2 separate regions of the Oryctolagus cuniculus genome follow, and region 2 is linked to region 1. Evidence: chromatin contacts called from public Hi-C data. All regions are on one chromosome and are shown on one strand. Each heading gives the region's core, a stretch centred on a gene start, on an enhancer-like site or on the middle of the called end of the contact. The rest is flanking DNA. Distances are from core to core; before and after follow the strand shown.

What was found. Hi-C and Micro-C count contacts between places; a contact is called where the count stands out from the background.
Region 2: a Hi-C map of skin fibroblasts shows a contact between it and region 1, with 9 times the contacts expected there. The contact joins the enhancer-like site here to the promoter of CLCN2 in region 1. A contact is called at or near these places in 2 of 6 Hi-C or Micro-C datasets (skin fibroblasts and an unstated tissue).

What each region holds. Positions count from the first base shown.
Region 1 is chr4:93,930,066-93,933,284 of mOryCun1.1, forward strand. CLCN2 (chloride voltage-gated channel 2) reads right to left here and starts at 1,887. Exons shown (of 24, transcript NM_001082751.1): 1 at 1,798-1,887. The coding sequence starts at 1,869. POLR2H (RNA polymerase II, I and III subunit H) reads left to right here and starts at 3,167. Exons shown (of 5, transcript XM_002716474.5): 1 at 3,167-3,219.
Region 2 is chr4:93,989,067-93,992,180 of mOryCun1.1, forward strand. No RefSeq gene overlaps it. Among named protein-coding and RNA genes, the nearest start is that of CHRD, 39 kb to the left of the region's middle. Within about 2 kb of position 1,280, at least 1 of the 8 cell types and tissues checked has an H3K27ac peak or open chromatin away from gene starts, as enhancers often do.

The DNA.
Region 1 (3,219 bases), core at 637-3,136:
GGGACACAGCTCTGGGGGTGGCAGAATAATCAGTCTTCTGCTTACAGGCCCAGGGCAGAAGGCCTGGGGAGGAGTGGGAGGGAAGGCCCCAGAGGAGGAAAAGACAGAAAAACCCAGGGCCTGGCGTCCAAGTGGGAGGAGGGAAGGTCAGGGAATAAGGGATGGTCAAGGGCACACAGGCAACAATGAGCCTCGTGCAGCTGGGGGCAGCTGAGCTGGGCCCAGGAGCAGGCGCGGCCCCAATCCTTATCACGTTCCCGCTGGGCCTCTGGCCTGCGACCAACTCGGCTGCACCCCTCCTTCCCCCCCAGCCCCCCCTCCCTAATCCCCTTGTCCCCATTTTCCACCCCACCCCCATGAGCCTTCCAGCCCAGCCTGGAGTGGAAAGCCTCTCTGGGTGGGTGAAGAGGGCCTGGTGGCCTCAGCTCCTGAGTGCAGCGGCACATTGTGGGACAGCAGAGGCTGCGGATGCTGGGGTGATGGGACGGAGAGTCGGCTGGCCAGGGCCAGACCTGCCAAGCTGGGCGTGTTGGGGGGTGGGGAGGAGTAGATTCCGGCTGCCACCCGCAGAGCTTGGAGACACAAAGGGCTCCTGTTGGGGCTGGGGATGGAGGGGGGGGTGAGGGAGGGAAAGATAGAGACAGAGAAAGGGGGTGAGAGATAGAGTGAGGAGCGGGAAGAGCAAAGAGCGTAGAGGGAATGAGAGGGAGAAAGGGACAGAGAAGAGAGAGAAGACAGAGGGGAAGAAGTGGGGAGGAGGAAGAGAACCGAGGGCACAGGCAGCCACAAAGGGAGGGGTGGGAGTGAGAGGACAAAGGGATAGGAGGCTGGAGCAGAGCACCAAGGAGAGAGGCTGACCCTTTCCAAGCCAGGTGCCTGGCTGCCTTCTGCCACCCAAGAGCTTCCCTTGACCCTCGCTATCCCCACCCTGACACCTCTCCCAGTCATTCTGTCCCATTACAAAACTGGGCAACTCCCAGACTCAAGTTACAGCCCAGGCCCTCTCTTCCTTGGAAGGTCCCCTCCCAGCCACCTTCCTGGGCAAATTCCAGCTCAAGCTGCTAAAAAGGAGCCATTAGAGCCCATTTCCTTTCCTAAGGCTTGGGTCCCACCCCACTGCCACAAAAAGGGCCAAGTGACTTCCCAAACACCTGGTGGCTGTGAGTCAGCCCAGAGCCCAGGACCCCTGCCTCTAACGAGGTCAAGGGACACCCTGGGGCTGGGTGGGGGCTGGATACCCAGAGTCAGCATGGACAAAGGTCCCAATTCCCACACCCATTCCTGCTTGCCCTATTCTCCCTAATGTTCCCGTTCCTAGGGGTTGGGAGCGGGGTAGGAGGTGGCAGGCCACCTGTCCCCACTGCAGTGACCAAAAGCTTCGCGGCTGAGTTCGGGTCTGCTCATCTTTCTGCACACTTGATTTCTGTGCCTAGCACCAAGCACATGGCAGGGACACAGGCGGGGTCTTGGATGGTGGAGACAGGAGTGCTGAGAAAGTTCAAGGGTGTGAATGGCACTGGGGAGAGAGAACGGGGTGCTGAGGCGCGGGTGCTCAGGGTGTGAGGGGGATGGAGCAGAGAAGACGCGTGTGGGAGGGTGAAGGGAAGGACGCCTGGGGCAAGCACCTGGTGTCCTTGTCCTCCGCCAGGCACCAGCATGCAGCCACCCACCCCCCAGGCCTCAGTTTCCCCAGCTCAAAAGGCCAGCGCAGGGTTTGGGTAGGCCCCCTTGCCCTCACGCTTCCAGGAGCAGCGGCTTCTGAGCGCTCTGCTCAGGGCTGTGCTCGGCTTCACTCACCAGGGTCTGCTCATACTGCAGCGCCCGCGGTTCCATCCCTTCCTCCACCGCCGCGGCCGCTGGGGCCGCCATCTCGGCGCGCTGCCCTCTTGCCTCCCTCTGCGGCTCCGGCTCCGGCCTGGACTCGGCACTCCGCCCGCGCAGCCAGCGCCGGTCGGTCCCCGTCCGGTCCCCGCAGCCCGGGCGGCCGAGAGCAGAGTGCGGCGGGCCCCGGGCGGGCGCCGCTGGCACGGCCTCCCGCTCCCGTCCCCTCCTCGGCGGGCGGGCCGAGGGCGGTGCCCTCTGCGCTGCTCCGCCCGCCAGCCCATCCGGAGGGGCCGGCCTAGCCCGGCTAGGGTCTGCGACGGGGCCGCCTCCCAGGCTCCGGAGAGGCGGCAGGGGGCGCCTGGAACGCGCCTGCCGGCGGAGAAGGACTGAGAGGGGCGCCCGCGGCCGGGGCGGGGCAGGGCCACTGGCACGTGGAGCCGGTCCACAGCTCTCCGTGCAAGGCGGAGAGGGACCGGAGCCGCCGGGCGCTTAGGACTTCGGGCTCGGGGCTGCAGGGCTGCTAATTCGTGAGAGCAGCTGCCTTCTCTGCTGAGGACTGGAGGCCCAGGCGGGCCTGGAAAGGCCCCTCTGCGGGGGATTCGGAGGGCCATTCTGGGCTCCTGCCCTTGCTCGGGGCTAGCCTCAGGAGGTGCCCCTGCAATACCGGACCCGCCGGATTTTGCGGGCAAGGGGACTGGGAAAGAAAGGCCCGAGGGAAGGGAGTTCTAGTGCCTGGAAGGCAGGCGTCGGGGGTGGGGTGGGGTGGGCAGAGGTCGCTTCTCCTGGCAGGGCCCAAGGAAAACCCCAGGAGCTGCTGACGTCTCGCCGCCTTGGGGAAACGGCCTGCTGGGGTTTGGCTTTCTCTATCAGGGTCCGGGGAAGGAGAGAACAGAGGGTGGGGTGAGCACGGGGTGCACGGGCAGCGTTCGAGATAGCGAGCGCAGACGCGGCGTGCAGGAGGGCGGCAGGAGGCCAAGGAAGGGAGGTTGTGGGAGAAGGGGGCCAGCACCCGGGAGGAAGAGACAGGAAAGTGATCCAAGAGGAGGGCAGTGCTGGGGGAACACGCGGCACACGCTGAGGGGGCACTGCTAACGGGTAGGGCAGTGTGAGGGGATTTGTGGCAGGCGGAAGGAGCGAGCAGGGCCCAGGGGAAGAGGGCAGTGGTGGGGGGAGGGTGCAGCGCCAGAGGAGGGCAGTGCCAGCTTTCCTTTCCCCCGGAGTGATATCCTGGACGGCCCCGGCTCAGGTGACGTCCAGCAGGGCCGAGCCAGCCCCCGCCGACCTGGGGGCCCTCGGTGCCAGTTGAGGGACTAGGCATTACGTCCTGCTGGGCTAGCGCTCTGGGGGCGGAGTTTTGTTGCACCCGTCCCCGGCGCGGACTATGCCCTCGGGGGA
Region 2 (3,114 bases), core at 30-2,529, 58 kb after region 1:
AAAGTCAATAAAATCAATATTTGGAATAGGAATTCACTCCAGATTAAATTTACTTTGTGAAAGGCTTCAAAAGAATTTTAAAAAAATATAAAGGATGCTTAAAAGGCAAAGGTTTAAAGTCCACTGGAGATGAATAAGGAACAAAATGAGAACAAGGAGATATGGCAAGAACAAATTAGAAAGCTTAGACAAGTTTGATTATTAAAAATGAAAAGCTACAGTATGTAAAATAGACAGAGAGAAGACCAATGAGTTAGAAGATGGTATTGAGGAATTCATACTCACATATTACACAGGGGCAAAGATTGAGAATACGAAAGCAGTTATGAGGGAATGAACGTATGTCCAGGAGGAGCGTCAGAGGAACACAGTGAAGGGAATGACAGTGAAATAATACAGGAGCATGAAGAAATACTCAGGAAATCTCCTTGGGGAAGTGTCAGAACGTCTGGGGTAAAGAGAAAAACAAAACAAAACAACCCTACAGTAGACCAGAGGAAAAGGCATATTATTTAAAAAGTAACTTTTGTTCTTAGCAAAGTCAGGCCAGAGACAACAGAGAATATCTTCCAGGACTTTTATACCCAGCTAACTTACAGCTAAAATTTAAGACCAAAAAAAAAAAAAAAAAAAACAAAAAACCAAAACCCTAAAAACAAAAAATATTTTGAGGTGGAACTCAGGCATTCCTAAAGATATAAAATACAGACTGTCACTAAAAAGGATTATTGTAGGATGTATATATTTTAAGATACACTTTTTTTTTTTTTTAAGGTCAAATAGTTCTCCAAGGCTTCTGTGGTTGCCAGCTTCCTGCAGCGCCCCCCAGTGGCGCTCTCCTGGTTCTCGCGTCCCTCCAGTGCATTGCAGAAAACAATGGGGTGTGACAGCTTCCGTGTCACTCGCTCACTGTTCCTGCAGAGGGCACTCCAGCCTCCCCAGGGAGCCGTGTGCGTCACGCTGCGCTCAGCAAGGCTTGCCAGTCCGTTGGCGAGCTGCTCTGAAAGTGGATGCTCCCGCCTCGTGCCAGACCTCAGGTCGTCAAAGCCCTGGGCAGCCTCTGGCCGGTCGCCTCACGAAAGCTCTGAGCTAGAACTCCCCTGCTAAACTGCTCCTGAGTTCCTGACTCTCAGACTCCAGTGAGATAGCAAATCTTGTTGTTCCATTAAGCTAAGAAGTTTTGGTGGTGGTTTGTTACACAACAGGAGATAATGTTGTTCATCATGAAAGAAATGGCCGTTCCTCGTCCCACCTTCCCCTACTCCATCCAATCCCTGAAGGCAATCCCTTTCCACGGCCTTCAGCTCGTGTTTGGTTGTTTTGGTATTGGCCTCAAGGTTTCTATAGGGCTTACGTGTGTTTTTCTTGTTTTCATTTTGGGTGTTAAGTAGCGACACTTGTTATGGCAAATGGCCTGGTTTTTCTCTAGTGAGTCGGTGCTTACATCAGTATTGCCCCATCAATATTACGCAGTGCTAACGCGCACACGGAAGTGTGGTCCTTTTTCCTCGCTTGTACAACTTTGTGTTTTTCCTGGTGATAGTAACACTCCATTATTTTCTTTTGCTTGTTTACTTGCATTTTTAATCCCATGAGTAATTCACCTCCTCTCTGTGTCTGAGCATGCTAGATACATCCTGGTATTTTTTTTTTTTTTTAACCTTTCCTTGCTCTGTGCTCCTGTTCCTGTCCGGGCTGGAGCTGAGGGTGGAGCTGGGACCGAAACCCCAGCACTGCGCTGCGGGATGTGGTGTCCTGAGCTGCACCCTCCTTGCTGTGCCGACGCCACCTCTGAATTATTTCCCTCATACTTTTCTCCTCTCCATCTTCTGTTGGTAGAGTTCCTATTATTTGGATGATTTTGCTGGACTTTCTGGATTAATCATCCAAAGGGTCTCCCTCTTCTTTCCTGTTGTCATTCTCTCTCTCTCTGTTTTGCTTTCAGGAAAATTCATTGACTTTACTGCCAAACATTCTAAGTTACATACATTTCTTCTCCTATTTGTATTATTCACACATTTCAACTTACTGCTCTAAGGACATTGATCACAGATTTTTAGAATGTTTTTGTTCAGAGGCCAATTGTCTTTGTTCCTCAAGATCCACCTCCACGCCAGTTTTTTTTTCTTTCTTTTATTTTCCTTATTTTTTTTTCCAGATTTATTTATTTATTTGAAAGGACAAGTTACAGAGAAGCAGAGAGATCTTCCATCCGCTGGTTCACTCCTCAAATGGCTGCAACAGCCAAAGCTGAGCTGATCCGAAGCCAGGAGTGAGGAGCTTCTTCCAGGTCTCCCCCGCAGGTTCAGGGGCCCAAGCACTTGGGACATCCTCCACTACTTTCCCAGGCCATAGCAGAGAGCTGGATCAAAAGTGGAGCAGCCAGGACTCAAACCACGCCCATGTGGGATGCCGGCACTGTAGGCAGAGGATTAACCTATTGCGCCACAGCGCCAGCCCTGGTGTTGGTGTCTTTAACACAGGAAGCTTAAGTACCTGGCAGTCCTCTGTTATCTCCCTTCCAATGCTCACCCCAAGGTGACCGTACTGGGGTAGAATCTCTGGGAGGTGGTAATGTCACTGCAGCGGAGCCCTCATGAACGAGATTGGTGCCCTTGTGGGGTACAGGCCTTCGTCTTTCAGTGAAGCTTGTTTCTAACTGACATGGTTAAAGCTTGGTAGAAGCCTTCCCAAGGTCAGAAGAAAAAGGGAGGCATCTGTCCTGGGAATGAAATGTGCTTGTTACCTGCTTGCCTACCAGTGCTTCAACTGTAGTTACTATCTGCTTATATGCAACCATTCCACTGATGTTAACCCTTGCCAGACAGCGTAGGGCTCGGTATGTGCGAGGAAAAATATGTGCGAGGAAAAATACCATCAGTAACTATGTACGCATAGGCAGTATTGTATCAATTCCTGTGGCCGCCATGTAACCTTAGAATGTCCAATCAAAGGTATACGTGTAGCCCTATAAGGGAGACAAAGAGGCTAAAACTGTATACAAGGGAAACCCCTTTGTTCTGGGCTTAGGCTTTTGGATAAGAAATTCCACCTGGGCCCTATATTGGCATAAATTATAAAAGACTACTTCCTGCTAAAAGACCTCTGGGTCTT